3 separate regions of the Mus musculus genome follow, and regions 2 and 3 are each linked to region 1. Evidence: chromatin contacts called from public promoter capture Hi-C data. All regions are on one chromosome and are shown on one strand. The core of a region is the stretch at or near the end of the contact, and the rest is flanking DNA. Distances in the headings are between cores, read along the strand shown. Region 1 holds the start of Blnk (B cell linker). Region 2 holds the start of Rbp4 (retinol binding protein 4, plasma). Region 3 holds the start of Hells (helicase, lymphoid specific).

Region 1 (3,139 bases), core at 171-2,670:
CTCTTCTCCACTTCGTGGCCCCCTTATTATTTCTACGATGTCTGCTCTACCCTTCCCTTCCGTGAGATGCACAGCAGAAGATGGAGGGTGCCTGTGGGACCTTCTAACTTCCATGTTAAAGGCTCTGTGGCTCTCCTGGGTATCCTCTATAAAATGGCTGACCAGCTGATGCTGCCCGCTGGTCTGGACCCCTTAGTACCTCTCAGTCTGCCTCTTACCAAACCCCTCAGAGTGAGAAGACCCATGTGCCACCGTGAAAGACTGTCCTTCTATCAACTCCATGTCTTTTCTTGTCATTTGTCTCAGACTCTCCAGTGCTCCATCCCTTAAGTATGACCTCATGAAAGTCCAAAGTTCTAGCCTGCACATGGAATATAACACACCCTTAAACGTTTGAAAGTTCCAGCCTCTGAGAGTCATCAGCCCCACTTCAGAAGACAATGCTCTTCAAACTCAAAAACTGGGAAGTCATCTTTGCATGGTCTCTTGACGTATGTATGCCTTAGGCCACTGCTGGCTTATTCTTTCTTAGTATATATTTCTTTAAATTGCCAAAGCTGTTTTTTAAAATGGTTATTGTTATTATCAGTATGTGTGTGTGTATGTGTGTGTGAAATGTGTGTGGGCATGATGTGTCAGGGCATGCATGTGCCAGGCTGGCAGTGACTGTGGAGTCCAAGGACAGCTTTGTGGAGTTGCTTCTCTTTCCGTTTTTTATCTGGGTTGTGGGCATGGAACTTAGATCATCAGACCTGCACATTCAGCACTTTATCCAGTGAGCCATCTGACATTCTAAAATAGATAGTCATGAGGGTACTGGAGAGACGCGTAGTTCCCCCAATAAACTTAGGGTGAACACCCACAAAACAAACAAGAGTCAGTAAGCGACAGTGACTACAAACGCTCTTCACACCATGGATGAGCCCCTCCTCAGACTCAGAAAGCTGGCTGTTGCTAGCATGTGGGCCATCAAATTTTCTATCTTCTTGCCTTCCCAGAGCTTCACTCTTTGTCCCATCCCTGGCAAAAACCAGCCAAAGCAGGTTCCTTCACTCCTCCTACACGTTTCTTTAAAAAGCTGATCTACTTCCCTATAGCCATTGCTAACCGATTGGCACTGGTCAAGTATCCCAAGGTTTTGGTGCCTCTGAGCGCTGGAGGAGCCCTAGAGGGCAAAGAAGAGGAATAAGGCTCCGAAGGGAATCTCTTACCTCAGCTTCTGGCTGGCAGGGACAGTTATCTTATTCAGCTTGTCCATTTTCTTGAGAGAGGATGTGTCGCTGTCCAGGGGGGTGTCAGCAGCTCCTGGACTTCCTGGGGAGCAGCATGGTAAGGCTCTGGCCTCAAGAACTCAAGCCACTGGAACTGACTTCTGCGAGCAACCCACAGGCTGCTGGCAAACACCCCTGCACAGGGGAAGTAAAACTCGCTGGAGCGCATCGCCAAGTTTCATGTTTCTACGAGGTCATGTGATCCAGGGAGTCAGCCAGCCTGGCTGATTACTGTGCGTTGTGTAAACTTCGGTAGTGAAACCTTATTGGGCATGCAAATCCCTTCCAGTAGCTCTTTTATGATCAGGTGTGTTGCCAGGTTGGATAAGTTTCTGACTGAGCACTACTTCCTGTTTGTCCCAAACCTTAGGTAGTCCCTGTTTTTAGCAGATGGCCAGAGTCACCCTGCCACTTCTTAGGTACAAGGAAAAGCTGAATAATCAATTATATCTGGATGGCTCTTTGGGGGCTTTCTGCTCATTTGCATTAAGCCATGGGTTAGCCTCTTCTTCTTAAGAACTAAGACATGAAATGGACAGTTCTTGTCACCGAGGTCACAGCAGTGGTCATTTAAAATGTGATAGGTAATTCTTTGTGCAAGGTCAAGGTCACTTAGGGGTGGGGAAAGGCGACCCTATCGTATGCTGTGTGGAGTCAGGAGTTGCCTTGCTGAAAGCTTGCCATTTTCAAATAAAGACAGGATACACTCAAAAGTCAGCTGAGGACAAGCCTAGTGATTTCCCAACACATGACATCAGGCGGATGCCTCCTAACTCCCCTCCATGTCTTCCCCTCTCATCACACCCAGTGCGACATGTCAGGTGTAGGGGTATCCCAAGCACAGTGAAATCCCACACCTGCCTCTGACCCCATCTAGACAGTTCTGCTATACTCCTCGAGACAACAAAACACAAAAAACAAAAAAATGAGAGGGCGTGTTCTTTCTTCCCCTTGGACCTGAACACCCCCACCCCCACTCACCTGGCACATCCTAGTCACCTTTGTGAAAGGAGATTACGTTCTGAACATTATCAAAGGACCATCGACCTGGGTCTAAAGAATGCACGGGGGGTTGGAGGGAGACAGAGTGGAGGGATTTCAGTTATCTCTCCTGTTATAGCTTCAAGGGCCTGGCTGAGGAGAGAGTGGGAAGGAGGACCAGGCCAGAGAAGGGAGGAGAAGAGACAGAGAGCAAACCCGGATTTCTTCCCGCCCCTGCCCACCCCCACCCCCAGGTTCTTTGTTCAAAGAGGAGCTCTTCGGTCCTCCTGGTTCCTTGACTGTTCACGTTCATGCACTATATCTGAATTTGCCATTCTTCAGGATGTCCGAGAGCTGATGCCTCAGAGTGGTTGAAGGGTGAGGTCCCTTTGCAGAAGAGTAGGGCATCAGGAGAGAAATGCAGACACTTGCTTCCCGTAACTGTTGCCTTTCTCTAATCTGCCTGCACGGTTTTCTTGCAATGTATCCTGAAGGAGATCTAGTTCCCTGCCCCGCCCTTCCCACAGCTCTTAGCAGAAAGGAACATAAAAACCATATATGATGTCATCAAGGGTCAGGAGAGTCTGGCCAGGGGGGTGATAATAGCCTTTTGTTCCTTCTGGATGGTTGTAAAATGCTTCCAATTGACCTGCGGACTTTCCTCTCCACCAACTCTGTCGAGCACCTGGTCTGGCAACTTCTTATTTCCCCAGAGAAAGAGAGAGGGTCGAGGGTTCCACTTCTGCTTTTTCTTTTTACAGCCGCTTGTCTTTCTTCTTTTTACTGTATTCAAGTCCGACACGATGAAAACGAGAAACTGCTTTTCCAGGCCGGTGTGTTGCAGTTCTGCCCCGTGTGGTGTGGAGTGTGTGGAGTGGGTCAGTTCA
Region 2 (3,139 bases), core at 379-2,878, 2.9 Mb before region 1:
CCTAATCCCGCCATCCTTTAATACAGCTCCTCATGTTGCAATAACCACCAACCATAGAATTATTTTTGTTGCTACTTCATAACTGTAATTTTTGCTACTGCTATGAATCATAATGTAAGTAAACGTCTGTGTTTTTAGACAGCTTGAGCTGGCTCCCGTGAAAAGGTCATTTGACCCCCAAGGGTCTCAGAACGCAGGTCTAGAGCCATTGCCTTAGGGCTGAGATTAGTTCCTTCTTTCTGAGATCTCACAATACTTCTTCCCACCCTAAATTATTCCTTAGTTATCAAGTAGCTTTCGGATCTATAATTTAAGTGAAATGGGCTGGGGGAGTCAAAGAACATGTCAATTGTGTGTCCTGAGAAGAATCCCAAACTTTAGGGAACTTTGTTGGGAGTTCTCAAAATCCTGCCTTGCATATGAGTATTTAAGGAAAGGAGACTATTGCTTCCAGAACACTGCCTGGCTGGGAGTCCACCGGGAGGGGCCTGGGCTGTGACCCAGCTCAGACACATAGTTCCCTCCTCTTGGATATCGGTCTCTAGCTCTGCCGATGTTCCAGATTGTCCTACTGTCTCAGAGATTCCACTCCAAGAGACAGAGTGGAGTGGTAATGTGTGAGACAGCGTGAAGTAAGTCACAGTGGATGATCAGGGAAATGGTACCCGATAAGCCCAAAGGCCCTTCCGAACTTGGATTAGGTATTTTAGGCTGAGAATCCAGTCGCTTCTAATCCCACATCCCCTAAATTCAGACAGGGCTGAGGGTTCTGCCTCTCGAAGCCCTTCCCAACGGTGCCGCTGAACAGAAACGCAGTGATTTGGCCATGTATGCCCCACTACTCACTTCCTCGCTGGAGAAAGGAGGCTACACCCCAGTACTTCATCTTGAACTTGGCAGGATCTTCAGTGTCTGTGAAAGTGCCCACCATGTCTGCACACACTTCCCAGTTGCTGCAAAAGCCAAGAGAATCCTGAGCCAAGCCAGGAAAGGGCTTCTACCTCATCCAAGGTACTCTTTTCCCATCCCAGTGAGGGTTGGGCTCCCAGGGAGCCAAAGGCAAGGTGGGAGGCACTTTGGAACGCCGCACACAGCCCACCAGAGGCCACTGACCTCAGAAGACGGACTCGTCCCTTGGCTGTGGCGCTCATATGACCCTTCTCGTCCACAGAAAACTCAGCGATGATGTTGTCTTGCAAAAAGAGACCCTCGGGGTCCTTTTTGGCGATGGCATACCAGAGCCCAGAGAACTGAGAAAGAGATGAGAGAGCTAGGGACTGGAGTCTGGGCTCCACCTCTGACCCGCAGGAATCGGGGAACCCGGGCTGATACCTACACGAGCCTTGTCGAAGTTCTCCTTGACTCGGAAGCTGCTCACCCTGCAGTCGCGCTCGGCGCTGCCGCCTCCCAGAGCCGCCAGCAGCACGAGCGCCCACACCCACTCCATCTCACCCCGGAGTCTGCCCTGCGGGACAGGCGCAGGGTAAACGCGGGGCCGGAGGACCGAGGCCGCCCGTCGCCCCCTCCCGCCCCACCCCGCCCTGCAGGTCCCCGGGGGAGCGCGCGGCGGCTCACCAGCAGGAGCCGCGTGCAAGCCTGGCCGCCGCGTTCGCGCGCGCGTGGAGCGACGGAGCCGAGCGGCCGTCGGTCCTTTATAGCTCCGGGGGGAGGGGGTCGCGCTTTCGTAACCGCGCGGGGTGAAAGACCGCGGGGAGGTGCCGGGGGCGGGAGGGGGGGGGGCGGCCGAGCTTGCATAACGCTCCCTGACTCACTCCTGAACGCACGCGGGGCCCCTCCGTCAGCCTTGCCGTCCCACGTCGCCTATGCTCCGAGCTCCGCTCAGGGTGGTCTCGGTGGAGCCAAACTCTCCAGCCCAGAGGATCCATCGGGGCCAAGAGCTGGCCCGGGGACCCAGCGGCAGCCAGCTGCAGTCTTGGGTGGCCTCCAGGTCCTGTTGCCCTGGCTGGAGGCCTACGTGGCCATGGTGTGGTGATGGTGGCCTCACTGAGCGAAAAGGGACCTATGATGTAGCCTGGAACATTAGCGTCCAGGCCCTGGCTTTCCCAAGTGGCCCCTGCTTCTACTGAGGAGCTGTTGTGAGAAGCTTTTTGGCATATTTTGGCTGTTTTTTTTTCCCCCTTTGAGAAAGGGCATATTTTACTCTTTGATGAGTTGTGGTGCTGTTTGGGTCAATATTTATTCTTTCATTTCATCATCTTTAGAAGGACTAAACCGCTCCCTGTTAAATATTCTCTAGAAACGCAACCTGGTCAGGACAGGAAATATTTTCTCAGCGCCAATGGCCGAGTGGTTGATCGTCCACTTCTCTTGCCACACTCCCCTGAAACCACACTGAAAAACATAATTGCCAAGTGTTTACCATGCATTTTTATTTCTAAGCCATATTAGGATTTATTTATTTCCAGAACAGCGAGGAAAACTGGCTCAGGAAGAGAAAAAGGAGAGGGAAAGAATTCCATAACCTTAATGGTAGTAGCCAAAAAAAGCTGTTGAAGGGTTGATTTTTTTTTTTTTTTTTTTTTTTTTTTTTTTTTTTTTTTTTTTTTTTTGCCTATGGCACGATATAACTCTACATTTCCCTCTGTATTTGGAGTTTGCGATCTGTCAAACTGAACCTAGCAGTTAAAAGGAGGAAGATTTCGACCAAATGAGATTTAGTGGGAAAAAAAAAAATTTTTTTTGACGAGAAAGTATTTGTGTCTCCATTGCCCAAAGTCTGAGCATATGAGAGTACATTGACCACTCTGCCATAGCTATATAAGAGGAGATGGGGAAAGGAGGAGAGACAGAGACGCCACAGAAAGAACTAAGTTGCCATTTCTTTCAACAAGCACCTTAGCCATGCCTGGCAACCTTGCAGAGATACCTGCGGCCTCCTTCAGCTTCCTGTGAGCTTTTGGACATTCACCTGCCTGGTTCTCTCTCCACCCCTGCACCCATTGTGCTCCTTGTAGTCTCTGTGGCACCAGAGACCATGTTTTATTTCCATAGGACTCTACAACTAGGGAAGAGTGTTTCTGGCCAGGAGGCTAACTGGGAAATTTGACTGGACTAGTTTTACCAAAGGATGCATTTCTTGCCTCTCAGTTTCAACTGGGGCATTGATTCCAGTACCTTA
Region 3 (3,139 bases), core at 380-2,879, 2.1 Mb before region 1:
TAGGTTACTCTTACCCTGGGCTGATTGGCTTTTTGACATTTCTTTGCTTGTCATTTTCCTCAACCCCCAGGTATCCAATTACCTAGTCTTAAAGATCTGCCAGTTCTCCCATTACTCTATTCTGTTTCCGGTTCTGGAGTTTAAGAGACCTATGCATAAGGATTTAGAAGTTCTGGTTCATTGCTGTATATTTTCTGTTGTTCTGGAGGCATTTACACAGAGGCCTTGAAAGCAGAGAGCTGGTGCTTTTCTTAGCCATTGCTAGTATTTAGTCTACACAGCAGCCAAGATGAGTCAGGAAATTAATGTAGCAATGTAGCAGATGTCTGTTCTGTGAGAACCAAATGAATTTGCACTGTGCTCCAACTCTTGTTCTGGACAAATCAACCTGCTCTTCCTAAAGACCTAGAAGGGAAGCCGACCATCAAGGCATGGTTGCATACATTGGCACGTGGGAGGCAGAGGCAGGTGGGGCTCTATGAGTTCAAGGGTGGCATAATCTACATAGCAAGTTCTAGACCAGGGGGGGAGGAGCGCAGCATAGTGAGACCCTGTCGCAAATAAAATCTTATTTTTTAAAATAGAGGATCCCCCCGAAGGTGGTTATGGTAAAGCCATGTCTTTTTCTCTTAAATTTTTCTTTACATTTTTATTTAGTGTGCATATTTAGAGGTGTGTGGGTAGGCTTACAAATGCGACTTGGTACTCATAGAGATTAACGGACAATTTGCAGGACTTTTCTTCTCCGTGCGTAAAGCATTGCAGAAAAGGAATTGAAACCTAAGCAAAACGGCCACGAGAAAAACCCTTCAGCACCCACTCTTATTAGCGGTCTATTTGTTTTCTGAAAAAAAAAAAATTTTTTTTTTTTTTTAAAGATTCATGTACTCCAGGGCTCCAGGGTGTCTGTAAACCAAGGATCACTGACCTTCCAAAAGTCCTAATCCTGTGCCTGGACCTCCACTGCGCGAGATGACAAGGGAGCCTTTCCCTGTGGGCAGGCATTACACCAACTCCGCTACACCTACAGACCTTGTTCTCTCCTCCGTTCCTCTCAGTCAGTTTATCACTCGCTATTTTATCCTAAATACTTTTTCCCCCCTGAACTAGCTATAATCTTAATTTCTCATCTTTCTTCTTACTCACAAACCACTCCTCAGAGTTATTTGGAAAGGAAGTTTACGAAAAACCGCGAACTACAACTGGTCAGGGTCCAGCGAGCTTGGCCGTTTTTGACACCCTAACATCGACCTTCACCTACCGAAAGGACAGGTATTGGGGGCGTTCAAACAATCCAGTGTGTGAAGAGGTCTTGCACCCGCCGAACAACTCGGGACCATCATTAAATAAGAAAGGGGCGATCGGGGCCACTACGGTCTGCGGCGCCTCTGTGACCACGGGCGACATTCAAGGCTGGAGCTAGCTACACCCCCTTTGCCTGGGTCCAGGTAAAGGCTTAACGCATCCCTCCTGGGGAGAGGCGGAAAGCAAAGCCAAGCGCGTCCAAATCTCGTGAGCCGAGGTCTGCAGCGGGCGGGGAGCCCGAAGTCTCGCGAGACCACCGGGTTTTCCCGCGAAAGAGAAGCGCGCGAATTTCTTGCGCCGCGGGGCGAGCGAGCCGGCGGGGTGTGAGGATTTAGCTCGCGGCGTTTGAGGCGACTGGGTCCCCGGCCGGTGTCCAGCCGTGCCTGCGGAGCCGCCCGCGAGCAGCAGCGGTGAGCCGGCGGCGTGAAGGCTGCACCCCGGGGAGGGAGCTCGCCGGGGTCCGGGCTGAGGAGGGGAAAAGGCGTGAGGAGCCGCCGGCGGCGACCTGGTCTGCTTGGTGGCACGGAAGCGTTCCCCCACGTCTCCCTTACAGGTCTCCTCACGAGCTGGGTCCCGGCCGACCGGCTTTGCCACCCAGACGCTGTCCGTGGCTTTGGCCGGCGATGCAGACGGCCAGGGAGGGGGAAGGCCGTGGCTTCCCGAAGTTGGAACTCGGGGGTTGTAACTTGAATCCCGTTCTGAAAGCCCCCGCCGTGCTCCCTTAGGGTCCTTGGCTCCAGAGATGGCCGAACAAACGGAGCCTGCGGTGATTACTCCAGCCATGCTGGAGGAGGAGGAACAGCTCGAGGCTGCGGGACTTGAGAAAGAGCGGAAGATGTTAGAAGAGGTAATGTAAAGTCCACGGCCGGCGGTTCTCCCCGGCTCCCCACCCCCACCCCCGGCCTGCCTCCCCGCCTGCCTCCCCCACTTGCTTCTCCTTGAACTTCCAAGCAGCCCTGGCCACTTGGCTTCTCCGTACTTGTAAAGTGGAAATCTTGGCGTGGGCTTTGAATGATAGATAGGTTTCTGAAGTGTGGTCTGGGCGGGGTAGGTTGCAACTTATCTTTGAGTGGACGTTTCAGATTGCTTTTTTGACTACTAAGATTCAGTCAAGAGTCACTGGTAAGTGTTTGCTTGCTTTTGCCATCTTTATTGGCTTTTAAAATATGTTCTCTCACTGTATGCCTAATGGCCAACATTATTAATCTTTAATGCCCCGAGTCATAATGTATGTATTAGTAGACAGAGGTGGTAGACGTTGACATTAATCAACGGTTGGGCTGTAAGCCGGGTCTACTGATAATTCCCTTCCCCTCTATTTTTCTGTTGGGTTTGTTTTTGAGACAGTATTATGCTGGCCTTCATATCCTAGGGTCCCCCTGCCTAGCTTCCCAGTGCTGGCTGGGATTACTGGAGTGTGCATATCATTCCCTTCTCCTAAGGATTTCTTAGCAATTTATTACTGTTTGCTGCCTAAGTAATCAATTTGTTTTAGTTTTCTACAAGTAAGGTTCTTTAGCTAAAATTGAGGTGTATGTTTTCATGGTAAGTTACAGTATTTGTACATTTCTTTAAAAAACAGAATCTTTTAAAACGTAGTGAAAGCAGCTTTTAACATTTGGCAAGTTTAGTTCTTGATTAGTACTATGAAGTGCCACCACCCTGCTGCTTAGTTGTTGCATATGCAAGAAAAGGTGATATAATCATGGGAAGTTCTTAACTCCATCTTAGTTTTTTTTTTTCCTTGCATTTATTTCATTCTGTCAATAGAGTATGAACACTCTTTGGGATTTTTAATCTTCAATTTTGTAGCCCATGCTGGGCTGGAACTCAC

The links. Promoter capture Hi-C pulls out the DNA fragments that hold promoters and counts their contacts.
Region 2: a contact with region 1 is called in a promoter capture Hi-C map of liver, with 4 times the contacts expected there. A contact is called at or near these places in 2 of 39 promoter capture datasets (cranial neural crest and liver).
Region 3: a contact with region 1 is called in a promoter capture Hi-C map of embryonic stem cells, with 2.9 times the contacts expected there. A contact is called at or near these places in 1 of 39 promoter capture datasets (embryonic stem cells) and 1 of 130 datasets of targeted methods (large pre-B cells).

The regions. Positions count from the first base shown.
Region 1 is chr19:40,992,801-40,995,939 of GRCm38.p6, forward strand. Blnk (B cell linker) reads right to left here and starts at 1,421. Exons shown (of 17, transcript NM_008528.5): 1 at 1,212-1,421. The coding sequence starts at 1,258.
Region 2 is chr19:38,123,183-38,126,321 of GRCm38.p6, forward strand. It overlaps Rbp4 (retinol binding protein 4, plasma), which reads right to left and starts at 1,629. Exons shown (of 6, transcript NM_011255.3): 1 at 1,576-1,629; 2 at 1,337-1,465; 3 at 1,114-1,250; 4 at 847-953. The coding sequence starts at 1,447. It overlaps Gm32440 (a long non-coding RNA gene), which reads right to left. Exons shown (of 4, transcript XR_877843.2): 4 at 2,572-3,139.
Region 3 is chr19:38,929,361-38,932,499 of GRCm38.p6, forward strand. It overlaps Hells (helicase, lymphoid specific), which reads left to right and starts at 1,630. Exons shown (of 22, transcript NM_008234.3): 1 at 1,630-1,715; 2 at 2,031-2,152. The coding sequence starts at 2,048.